Linked DNA regions of Zea mays: region 1 is linked to region 2. The links are chromatin contacts, called in public Hi-C maps. All regions are on one chromosome and are shown on one strand. Each heading gives the region's core, a stretch centred on a gene start, on an enhancer-like site or on the middle of the called end of the contact. The rest is flanking DNA. Distances are from core to core; before and after follow the strand shown.

Region 1 (2,964 bases), core at 447-2,946, 260 kb after region 2:
TACTTTTGTGCTTGAGGGTATTGACAAGGTTGAAATATTTCGGAAATTTTATAGTTTAGATTTAGACTCGACGTATGTGTCACGTGCAACAAAACCAGCTCTATCGCCTCTCACAAACAAACCTACTATGGGCATATATAATGTAGATACTATATTGTAGTACTCCAAATACTAGACATATTTAAGAAGCTTGTTCATACAACCTAATGTATTTAAGCATTATATTTTATTCATCAAAACCTCTTAAGACACGACTTATTTACGTGGATTGCCCTGTGTATATATAATCCACATAAATGGTTCGTATCTTAAGGAGTATCTAAGGAGTTTAGTGAAAAAACACAAGATATATATCTCAGTGAAGAAACGTATTTAGCACGGTTCTAAGTCTAAAAGATATGGTTTTACCATACAATCCACATAAATGAATTGTATCTCGAGGGTATGAATAAGATAAAAGACTTCGATACATTAGGTTGTATGACGGGCTTTTTTTTAGGTATATACAATATAGTATCTAGGTTGTACATGTCTAATTATTAGCTAGCCTTATTCGCCGATTTAAAGTCGTTACACAAAGATACTAATATTTTTATGTACCTTTAATTTGTTGTCCGACCAACTATTAGCAGGTGGATTTAAATGGCCTTTCGGCCTAAAAAAATACTAGTATGCATTATTATATTAGTAACCAGTTAATTTTTAGTGCTAATTAATCCAACAAGACCCGTTCGGTATTTTTTTAGAAACGTGCGTAACAATAAATCTATTGATATGGCTATATAATTCCATACAATAGTTTTCGAACACCTTCGATTTACAGGACGCAGAAGAGTTAAGCTAACTAGGGGCTAGGGCAGTACCATGAAAAAGAATCTTGGCCAAAAAAAAAAATCGTTTATCATTGGTTCAAGACAGAGGCCTGAATTATAATACTTCCATCTGACATCTCTATCCGGTAATGAAAACATGTGACATCGCCATTCATCAACCAGGCTTGGTGGATGGGTCAGCCTCAGCCACTGAGCCACAGACGTCACGAAACCTCACCAGGACCAGGCCATCCTGCCAATCATGGCCTCGGAATCTTGGATAAGGACACAACGGTCCCACACCGGCCCTCCCCCCAAACCTCCCCCAAACCAGGGCGGGCCGCGGGCGTCGTCGGCGAGCGCCTCACGGAAACCAGAGCCCACTGGTTTCTTTCCGTCCCTTTCCTCCTCCCACGGCGTCGAGGACGGCTGGGCTGCCATAAATATCCGGGCAGCGAACCTGCCATGTTGGCCTGGACACCGGCGGGCCCCGCGCGTCGGTGACGTGGGTGGATGGTCTGTCTGTCCATCATTCCATCTGCGCGTGCCGAGGACCGCGCGTGACAGCGACCCGCCGAGGATGGATATTTTTGGGATTTTTTTTCGTGGGACCCGCATGGGCACGTCGCAGCACGAAGTTATCTGCGCAACCTCTATCTAAAGAATGACAGATGGGACCACGTGGTTATTTGACCCCACCTTTCAGTGGTAAAACGTGGAGCGTCAGGTGTGCCGAGATGTGGGTGGGGCCCGTGGACCACTGCCGTGCGGGCTCACCCAAGGACACTGTTCCTCGTCGTCGCTCTCGCGGTCTCGCCCCCGGCGGCCCCCCACGAGTGTGGCAACAAAAGGGTCTCGGTTCGGAGTTGGACTCGGAGTCGGCCAGAACAATCCAGCGAGCTCGAAAAAAAGGGTACGAATAGGAACCCCAATCCAGGGCCGGAGGGCGAACGAACTCAAAAGCAAGCCGTTCCAGTCCAATCCGCCCCAGTCCAAATCTAATCGCCGGGTTTAGGCACAAGGGGCGGGACGCGGCGAGGTTTAGTCGGGGTTTGTTTTGTCCCTTCCGTGCGATTCTGCTCTCCGCGCGGGAGGCAAGTACTGACGGAAGCGAAGACCAAGGCGGAGGAGGGGGGTCCCCGGCGGTGGAAGTGGAACGCGCCGATGCGCAAGTTTCAGGACTCCATCAAGGCCCTCCAGGCCGACATCGATCACGCCAATGCGATGTGAGTCCTCCAGGGAGCGGGATTTCCTGTTCGCCCCCTTTCCCTTTGCTTGCTCACGTTAAAGGCGGAATCTTTTACTCTTCTTCGACGTTTTTGGATGACTGAATGACTTTTTTTTCGCGATGGCGGGGGTTGTTTGTTTGTGCGATGCGAGCAGGGCGTCGGAATTCCTGAGGGACTACGACGGCTCGGTCATCCAGATGCGGGTGGCGTACAGCGCCGTCGCGCATTTCCTCCTGCAGTGGACCGACTGCAAGCTCGCCGGCGCGCTCGGCCTCCTCAAGGTTATGCTATACAAGGTATCGCCGCCTTGCACCCTGCTAGCTCGTGCCCGTGCTCGATTAGGGTTTTCACTCCACGAGTTGGCTTGCTGAGTTGCCGTTTCTCCGGCAGGTGTGCGCGGACGGCTCGTCGGCGCTTCCTGATTGGGAGATGGAGGCCAGCATCAGGGAGTTCTACGGTAATTAACCCACCCCCTTCCTCTCTTCCTCGAACAACTAACTGTCGGTTCTGACGGCGTTGCGCAATGGCAGGCGTCATTTTCCCGTCGCTGCTGCAGCTTCCGAGTGGCATCACCGAGCTGGACGACAGGAAGCAGAGGAAGCTCTGCCTGAAGAAATTCAGGAGCAGGGATGAGCAGCTCTCGGAGGTGGACACGGAGAGGGAGCTCGAGTGCGGGATCTGCCTCGAGGTTAGCCCCAAGGTCGTGCTGCCCGACTGTGCCCACATGCTCTGCATGCGGTGCTTTGAGGATTGGTAATATCTCTTTTCTCCTAGCTTAAAATCTTTGGCCGAGTCCATAAGCGTGCATGAAGTTTGATTTTTTTATGTTCCACATTTACACAAATTTGGTCATGTTAGCTTATGGATGGCAAAGTACTATTTCTCACGGGTTCTGAAGCAGAATTACAGTCAAGTACTTCTCG
Region 2 (2,700 bases), core at 88-2,587:
GTTTGTGGGCTGTTCCTGTTCCTGTGTGGCTGGATCACGGACGCCCAGCCCATAGGAAGAGGGCGCTTTTTTTTTAATAAGCAATCCTTGATCATGCATGCTAGCTCTGCTTATTCCACCGCACTTAACAGAGAGATTATTATAGGACGAGAGCAAAATAGCTCGAGAAGAACGAGGCGCAAGAACCAATGATCAATGCCCCATATATTTAGTTGAACTGGCTACTACTTTTGCACCAGGTCCTGGATTCTCCCTAAAAGAAAAAAAAGGCATCGCAGCATTTCCCTCCAGATGGACACGAGAACTGCGACACGATCCGAGCATAGCACGGCAGCAAAAATCGACGCAACACAGGATGCAGAACTACTATCATCAATCAGTTGGAGAGTAGGAAAAAGGTAGACCACGGTAAGTAGAGCGCCGCCCTGCGCCCGCCAAGTTCCGGCAGCGGGGCTAGAAGCCGCCGAGGAACCCGGCGTCGCGCTGCGTGGGGCCGTGGTCCTCCGCGAACTCCTGGGCGATGGCGGTGGGCTCCAGGACGCCGCTGCCGTGAACCTTGGGCTTGGTGCTGGCTCTGGGCTTGCGCTTGCGTGTGGACCACGCGATGTGGCGGTCGCAGAACAGGTACCCCGGCACGGCCGCCTTCTTGCAGCGCCACCGCTTCCCGTCGTTCCGGCTGCACCTGGCGGCGTCCTGCTCCTGCGGCTCCGGCCTCGGCACGTCGTCCGTTGCGCTGCTGCGCGGGGCAGGGCGCAGGGGGGGAGGGGGGGAGACAGAAGGAACGAGAGAAAGCGATTTCTCAGCTACCCCACCCCCGAGATCTCTCTAGGGACACCTTAACAGAGGAGGGTCTTGGCACGCACCTGTTCCCAGAGCCAGCGGCGGCGGCGGCGGGGCGAACCCGGTCGTCGCCTTCTCGGACTCCGGCGGCGAGGACCGCCCGCTTCTCCTCCTCCTCCTCCGCCGCCGCCTCATCCCGTGGTTTCTCCTGGACCAAAAAACGGCAGGCAAGCGGTGAGCAGAAAGGTCGGGACGGGAGCCGCCGCCACACCAACGCCCACGATGAATGAACCCGGGAGGCCACACAGGTAAAATCAATAATAAGCTCCGGCATCTCACCGTGGGACGCTGCAGCGGTAGGGGAGGAGGAGGAGGCAGAGGCGGCGGTCCCGGCGACGCTGCCCTGGCAGGGGTGCGCTTCCGGATCCTCATGGCCCCGCCTCTCGCCGACCCGTCGTCCTTTGCCTGCCCCAGAGATCGCGTTGGTTGGGTTGTCCCGCTGGCCGGTGGCTGCTCCCTTCTTTCCCTCTCTCTCTGTCGTTGCCAAGTCCCCACGCGTCTCACTGGTCTTGCCCCGCTTGATCTGCTCTAGTAGTACTAGTCGTAGTCGTGGTAGCGGTCCAGTCCACCACTACTTTTTTTCCCTAGCCTCGATCGCGAGACTGATGCCGTCCGTTCTTCTTTTTTCGTCTCCGTTCTGTTCAGACTTCAGACATGCACGGTAAATTTCCACTTTCCGCGCCCCCCAACCTCCTGCCGTTGTATTGCTGTGTGTATCTGTATCCCTGGACTTGAGTGGCGATCGGCGCGCTCATTTACGCCAGGCAGCTGCAGCTCTGTCTGCCGGGCGGTCGGGCCCCGTCGCGGTCGCCACTTTCTTTGTGGCGGTTGCGGGATCCGGCCGTGCCGTGCGCGTGCGGACTGCCAGTGCCAGCGAGAGCGAGCGGACGGGGATTCGGGGACTGTTCCGTTTCATTCCGCTGCTGGGGAGGAACGCTAGCGCGGCTGCTGGGGATCGTGACGTTTATTGTTTGGTTCCGAATTATTCGTATTCGATTAAAGTGCTAATATAGATATCAGTATTCATGTTTAATTTTAATATGGATATTAAATAAGCATATCTAAATTCGGTTTTCTCTATCCGGTTTAAAATTCGTATTCGACAATATTCGATAAAACCGTGAAATATCCGATATTATTCGTACCCGAAAGTAAAAAAGTATTAAATAAAATCAATTTAAACTTACTTTTATTACTAATTACAAGTGATTTTCAACTTTAAATAATGTACTAAAAATTAATGTACACCTTTAAAATATTAAAAAAATTCATATCAGAAATAATGATTGTGTTAATCTTACATTATAATTGATATACAATGATAAATTTTAATTAATATTAAAAAGTACAATTTTGAATACATTAGATTATTTGAGTTTTTGAAGTCCAAACAGACAAATATACTTAATATACAAAAAGATTATATTTAAAGACCAAAATATAAATATACCAGGTTAAAATAATTTATTTATAAATATGATATTTAACTAAGTTTCAACTAAATAATATATATGTACTATTGTTCATAATTTAGTTGTAATATGATTTTTATCAACTATAAATCTATTAATAAAATAAATTAATATTTATTATGATGTTGTTATGATGTTATGTTCTAAAATTCAAATCAAGTAAGTATGCGAATGTAGCCGTCAACGGCGTGGACGGTGGACAAGTGGTGGACTCCAGTTGCTGCGGCTGCGCGTGTTCGTTCCACAGACGGAGACGGAGGTCAGTAGGGTACTGGAGCGGCGGTCGCGAAAGTTGCTGCTCCTGCTGCTGCGTGGCGCTTTCGTGTTCGTTCCACAGGCGCGCGGGTCGATCGTGGTCTCGTGGACGCGTGACTGCCTCGATTTTTGT

The links. A called contact is a pair of places that touch in the nucleus more often than the background predicts.
Region 1: a Hi-C map of leaf shows a contact between it and region 2, with 7 times the contacts expected there. The contact joins the promoter of LOC100217218 here to the promoter of LOC100382479 in region 2. A contact is called at or near these places in 4 of 25 Hi-C or Micro-C datasets (bundle sheath, ear, leaf and 1 more).

What each region holds. Positions count from the first base shown.
Region 1 is chr1:242,060,351-242,063,314 of Zm-B73-REFERENCE-NAM-5.0, forward strand. It overlaps LOC100217218, which reads left to right and starts at 1,697. Exons shown (of 5, transcript NM_001366163.1): 1 at 1,697-2,038; 2 at 2,196-2,337; 3 at 2,432-2,498; 4 at 2,572-2,794. The coding sequence starts at 1,977.
Region 2 is chr1:241,800,143-241,802,842 of Zm-B73-REFERENCE-NAM-5.0, forward strand. It overlaps LOC100382479, which reads right to left and starts at 1,338. Exons shown (of 3, transcript NM_001175218.1): 1 at 1,120-1,338; 2 at 864-988; 3 at 191-736. The coding sequence starts at 975. The coding sequence ends at 225.